2 separate regions of the Ovis aries genome follow, and region 1 is linked to region 2. A link is a contact called in public Hi-C data. All regions are on one chromosome and are shown on one strand. The core of a region is the stretch at or near the end of the contact, and the rest is flanking DNA. Distances in the headings are between cores, read along the strand shown.

What was found. A called contact is a pair of places that touch in the nucleus more often than the background predicts.
Region 1: a contact with region 2 is called in a Hi-C map of muscle, with 5 times the contacts expected there. The contact joins the promoter of TIMM8B here to the promoter of FDXACB1 in region 2. A contact is called at or near these places in 4 of 16 Hi-C or Micro-C datasets (blood, liver and muscle).

The regions. Positions count from the first base shown.
Region 1 is chr15:22,080,716-22,083,956 of ARS-UI_Ramb_v3.0, forward strand. TIMM8B (translocase of inner mitochondrial membrane 8 homolog B) reads right to left here and starts at 1,896. Exons shown (of 2, transcript XM_004016024.4): 1 at 1,790-1,896; 2 at 1-96. The coding sequence starts at 1,873. It overlaps SDHD (succinate dehydrogenase complex subunit D), which reads left to right and starts at 2,027. Exons shown (of 5, transcript XM_060399701.1): 1 at 2,027-2,105. The coding sequence starts at 2,054. NKAPD1 (NKAP domain containing 1) reads left to right here. Exons shown (of 7, transcript XM_060399700.1): 7 at 182-437.
Region 2 is chr15:21,915,787-21,918,610 of ARS-UI_Ramb_v3.0, forward strand. It overlaps FDXACB1 (ferredoxin-fold anticodon binding domain containing 1), which reads right to left and starts at 1,501. Exons shown (of 5, transcript XM_004016016.6): 1 at 1,289-1,501; 2 at 656-809. The coding sequence starts at 1,460. CFAP68 (cilia and flagella associated protein 68) reads left to right here and starts at 885. Exons shown (of 4, transcript XM_060399276.1): 1 at 885-1,036. The coding sequence starts at 992.

The sequences.
Region 1 (3,241 bases), core at 646-3,145, 170 kb after region 2:
CACACAGCTAGAGAGACAATTTTCAGTGCGAGAGTCTAAGCGATTCCCTGGCTTCTCCACACATTTATCCCAACATAGCTCCATGAAGTGATGCACCTAAGAGGAAAGAAAAATAGTTACTACTTGGGATCTGCAGACAGGCCTTATCTATGAATTTCCTTCCCATTTTTCTCATTTTCAGGCTTCCCTGGTGGCTCAGACGTTAAAGCATTTGCCTACAATGCAGGAGACCTGGGTTCGATCCCTAGGTCGGGAAGATCCCTTGGAGAAGGAAATGGCAACCCACTCCAGTATTCTTGCCTGGAGAATCCCATGGACAGAGGAGCCTGGTGGGCCATAGTCCATGGGGTTGCAGAGTCCAACAGGACTGAGCGACTTCACTTTAACTTTCTTTTCTCATTTTCTGTTACCTGACTAAACCATTCTTTGACTCCTTCCTCACTTCCTAATTTGTTACCAATACAGTCCAACTCCTCATTCCTGCCCTGCAACAATACTTTCATCCTCTCCTTGTCTATTTTTCTCCTTAGTAACTGAAAAATAGGTACTTTTGATCAAGTCACCCCAGTGCTGGCCTAATGCGTCAGTTTCTTTGTTAGCCACTCAGGGCACTCCCTTATTTAACACCCAACCAATGTGTTTCAATGAGGTAGGTCCACACACAGCATACTTAACTTGGCCCTAATGGTTTTTCCAGTTTATTATCACCTCCTTGAGAGCGCCATTATTTTCTGTGTCACTTCCTCAATCAGACTGTAAAACTGCAGGCAGGATCGATAACTTATTTCCAAATTAACACCAGTGTAAGCTGGGAAAGCTATGGTACCAATTAATTCCCCCAAACCACTGCACTCATCTCATTCTAAGCCTATTCTTTAGCAGTTCTTAAGTCGTTGACCTTTTGGGGCTCAGGGACATGTGAGAATCAATGACGGTTACGGACGCAATCTACAGAAAAATACACACAGAAGCACAGAAAATGGGTGCGCTTTCAAAATGTTCAGGACCCGAAGATTTCGAACTAGGGTTCTTGCCACTTACCTTCCACGAGTCCTCCCCTTCCCACCACCTCCACTTCCCGCTAAAGCGGGGAATAACCATTTACCAAGGGCTTAGCTATTTCGGGAGGCTGGGGTACTAAGTAGTAAGTCACTTCTTTTCGCGGTCTTAAAGGATGACTGTCACCTCCATTTAAGAGGCACGGTAAGTAATAAGTGCAAGATCATGCAGCTAGTAAAGCTCGACGCCGGGGCTGGAACTATGCTCCGAAGCTCTTGTTCTAACCTAACAGTCTAGACTGACTACTTCAGCCCACTTTTATCCAATAATGCTCTACTACTATATCGTTTTCAAATACATTATTGCTTATGATCCTCGACATCCTGTGAGGCAGCAGGCCACTGCCTGCTGTGAAACCAAGACCTACGGTGGGTGAGTATTTTGTTTAGGGGCACGTGGCCTGTAAGGGACAGAGCGGTATGAGAAGCTGGGTCCTCTCAATGCCAGCCTAGAGAGCTCGCCACCAAACTAAGCTTCCGTGCACTTGCGACACCCGAACCTTTTTGCTTCGCTTTACACCTTCTCTTTCCCCTACGCTAGGCTCACAGGGCATCTGAGCACTGCAGGTAACGAGCGGCAGAAGTGACTCGTTTCTTTAGTGAGCAGAAGTACGCGCAGCAAGCACGGAGCGGCGGGCGGCCGCCCCACGCCGCCAGCGTTCAGAGCTCCGCGAGTGCCTGGGACTTGTATTCACCCTTCTTTCTCTTCACACTAGTCCCTGTCCCCGCACCTGTGCAGTGAACTGCGCTTTCTGCTGTTCGGCCGCCACCAGGCGTTGCAACTCGGCTTCATCCGCCTCACCCAGCTCCGCCATCTTCTGCGTCCAGATACCGACCTTCCGAGGAATTATCTGCGCATGTACGGCGGGCCCGCGCCAATTCCAACTTCCGGTTCACGCGGCGTTTTCCTTTTCTGTTTTCTTCCTCGTCGCGGGCGGATGTTGTCGTATGACTGCTTCCGGGTTGCTGGTTGACCTTGAACCTTCCAGAGCGACATGGCGACTCTCTGGAGGCTAAGTGTCCTCTGCGGCGTCAGAGAAGGGCGAGGTGAGGGCAGCCGGAGGTTCTTAGCACAGCCTCCAGCCGGGGAAAGGAATGCGGTTAGGATTCGTCTGCTGGGTGGTGAGACCTTTTCAGCGGGGGGCGCGGGGGGGGGGGTCCCTCCTTTCCTTTGGCACAGCATGACCAGCGTTGTCTTCGTGTCCAGATGTCCACCCGAGTGCGTATTTCCCCTGCTCTGGGCTGACGTGGTGATGGGGGTAGCCTGAAAGTTATAGTCCTGCAGCGGCTGTGTTCTCGAGTTCTCTTTTTCTCCGCATTCCCTGTCTTTGGAATGTTCCCACCCTGAATCAGAAAAAAGTGTCAGTGTTTAAGTCCCAATTTACGTATTGGTCGTTTTCCTTGGAGTTCAGTTCGATACTCATTGAGGGGGCGTTTGGGTTATACAAGTATACTGTAGTATGATTGGGTTAAAAATGTGAGAAAGCGCAGTTCCAACCCTTAAAAAGAGTTTCCATTTTTATAGGAAAACTACATAAGCGTAATATGACAGAAAGCAAAAACTACAGCACAGTATCTAAGTTGTATGCCAATCCAGAAGACTATACTAGCTCTGTGTTTCGGAACGATTATATTGTCTCACTTGCTGAAGGAGCTGTGCCTGATTTGAGTCTTGAGGGTAGGGAAGGCCACAGGAAGAAGGGCATTACAGTTAGAGCTAGTGGGATGAGCAGAAGCAATGATGAAAGGCATAGAAACTGCTTGTTGTGAGAGAAAACAAATTGGATGTTAGAACATGAAGCTCTAGGTGAGGAATGAGATGGTTCTGGAAAACTAAACTGAAATCAAATCTCAGAAAAATTTGTCTTGATGTGGAGTATGCATTTTTCTTTATGTGAAAGGGAGCCGGTGAAACATTTTACACAGATTTGCAGTTAGATTGACCACCTTGATAACTGTGTGATATTATAGATGGCCATCATGGTAGATGGGACAAGCTAAGACATAAGTTAGGAGATGAATTGAGACACTTATTGTAGTAGTCTAGGCAAACATGGTGAGGTCCTGAAGTTGGAAAGTAGTACTTAAGAGTCTCAAGAAATGCTAAGGAGTTATATCAGTATGATTTGGTATTTGACTGAATTTAGAAGGGAAGTCTTACATGATTTCCAGATTTTTGGTTT
Region 2 (2,824 bases), core at 251-2,750:
AGTGGCTGACCAGAAAGTTATCCAGCTTCACATTTCTATTGTTCACCTATATTTCATTGAAAAGTCAATGTCTATAAAATTACTATATGTGGTTCAGTGATCAGGCTGTTCTTTCTCATTTAGAAAGCTGTTCTTTTCACTCCCCTCCTGCTTGTTAAAATTTTACTTGTACTTCAAATACTAACTTAAAATACTGCCTCTGTGCAAAGTTTCATGATAACTATGTTTCATGTTTTGGTATAATAGTATACAGCACTTTTAAGTTCACAATAATTTTATGAGGTAGTTATGTTAATATCTTCAGTTTATGGATGAGGAAGCAAAAGCAAATAAGGATCAGGTAAACAATCACAAAAACCACAAAGCTACTAAGTGGTGGGTGGGGATTTGAATGCAGATAGTTTGTCTCCTAAATTAGTTTATACTGGCTACTATCATTTTGCATTATCAAAAATAGGTGACCCTCCCTTTTCTGGCCCAACAGTACATGTTTGCACTTGTACTTAGCATTTAGGGTTAAATGTCTGCCTCTCCAACTAGACTGGGTTCCTTTGGAGCAACACGTTCTCTTTTAAGTCCTATTTCCCAAACTAACATGTCTGAGAGGCAATGTACATCTTAAACATTTCACTCGTGAATGCTCAGCTCTCCTCACCTCCGGAAAAACTTGGCAAGCAGTTCCCTGTTCTTAGCTACTCCAGCTTTGCGCCCACAGTGCGGAAAGTTAAAATAAATTCGATCAAATTCTCTGTGTGGTTCAAAGGCATCTGCCAGGTGGGTGCAGTTCACACCGAAGCGTACCTCATTACCTGGCATGAAATATAGACAGGAGGATGTAATAAAGCCTTGGAACGAGAGAAAAACCCTCCCCAACACGAAGTGCAAAACAGCCCAAGTCCAGGCACACAGCAGGCTGTCTGTCAATGTCCATGGGAAGATGAAGTGCGTGTGTGCTAAGTCGCTTTGGTCCAGTCAGACTCTTTGAGACCCTATGGACTGTAGCCGGCTAGGGTCCTCTGTCCATGTGATTCTCCAGGTAAGGATCCTGGAGGGGGGTGCCATGCCCTTCTCCAGGGGATCTTCCCCACCCAGGGATCTCTTAAGAACCCGCATCTGTTACGACTCTTGCATTGGCAGGCGGGTGTTTTACCACTAACAGCCACCTGGGAAGCCCCGGGGAAGACCAAGAGCAACGGCCAAGTTCCCTGAATCCCCACTATTCCCACCCTTTCCACTTCGAGGGGCGCCACAGCTGGGCGTGGCTTCGTGGAGGGCGGGGCTTCGCTACCTCGCTCGCGCAGGCGCTGTATGTTCTCTCGGGCCACCAGATCCCGGGCCAGGTCCGCTGAGCGCTGGGGACAGGTGGCGGTTAGACTAGTGTTTGGATCCAGGGTCTCACCCAGAGCGACGGCAAAAGAGAAATTCCCTTCCCCAACCAACAGGAGGCGCCGCGGGGCCATGGCCCCCACGTGCTCCCATCTCAAGTTCTTCGAGGCGCTCTTTTTTTACGTCACTTCCTTCGCGATTCTCTTGTGGCCCCACCTTTTCACGCGTAGCTGGTTGATGACGCGTCACAGCGTCTGGTTGTCTTGACAAACTGGGGCGGCGACTTCCCGAGTAGGAAAATAGCCATGAGAGCAAGAGCGAGACACCGGCCACGCAATCCCATCACTCCCTCACCCCATCGGAAGTGTTAAATGCTTTTGAGCCCAAGGGCGGCCCTGAGCGACTTCAAAGCCTGAGGCTTTGAGGAGTCACTAGCTTCGGGGGGTTGGGGGCGGGGGTGTGGGGGGGGTGTTCAGACAGGTCGAAGTGAGTTCTGAGTGAACGAAGCAGGGCTGGGCTGAGGCCGAGGAGAGATGGTGCTGTGTTCTGCATCCTGACTCAGAGGATTTTGTAACAGCCTTCATCTCATCTGAAATGACTGCAACCGATTATCATTGTTATTCGGAGTTTTTCCAGGTGCTTCTTTCCCCTACCTTTTATGCATTGAAGAAGTGTTGAGTGTTATACCCCAGGCCTATGAAGGCTGTTCGATATATGGAGGAACAGGATGTGGCCTATGACTTCTCTGAGCTTGTAATGTGGTGGAGAATGCACGGCAAAAGAGACAATTCTGATTTAGTGAGATGCAGTACTATAAATGGAGTAATTCAGGTCGCTGAGGAACACACTGAAGGGGACCAAGTTTGGGGATGAAGTGGAAAGATTTTGTGGATGAAGTGCACCTGAGTTGAAAGCTAAGGGGAGTGGGGGGACTACACCTTACCTGAGTCAGGAGGACTGAAAAGGCAGAAGTAACAATAAATGCAAAAGCATGATGGGAAAACACAGTAGCTGAGTTTGACTGAAATGTGATTTGAGGGAGAGTGGATAACAGATGAGACTGAAAAGCAGAGACCAGTCATATAGGCATTTTTTTTTACAGCCTGAACCTTATTCTGAAAACAGTGGCCAGCCACTGAAAGATTTTTAAGTAGACGATGACACAATTAGATTTTCATTTTCAAAAATTCTGCTTTCCTATGGAGAAAGAATACAAGAAGAACAGGTTGGTGGCAAGGAGTCCAGATAGAAGGTTACTGCAGTAATGGAGACTAGGGCTGATAGTGATCTGAACTGAAACTTGGTAGTGGAGATGGAGGGTAGGTAGTGCACTGATTCAAAAATCAACAAGACCTAGCGTTCTTGCCTGGAGAATCCCAGGGATGCGGGAGCCTGGTGGGCTGCTGTCTATGAGGTTGCACAGAGTCAGACACGATTGAAGCGACTTAGCAGCAGCAACAGCAGCAGCAGCAGCAGTGATTGAATAGATGTAACGGAG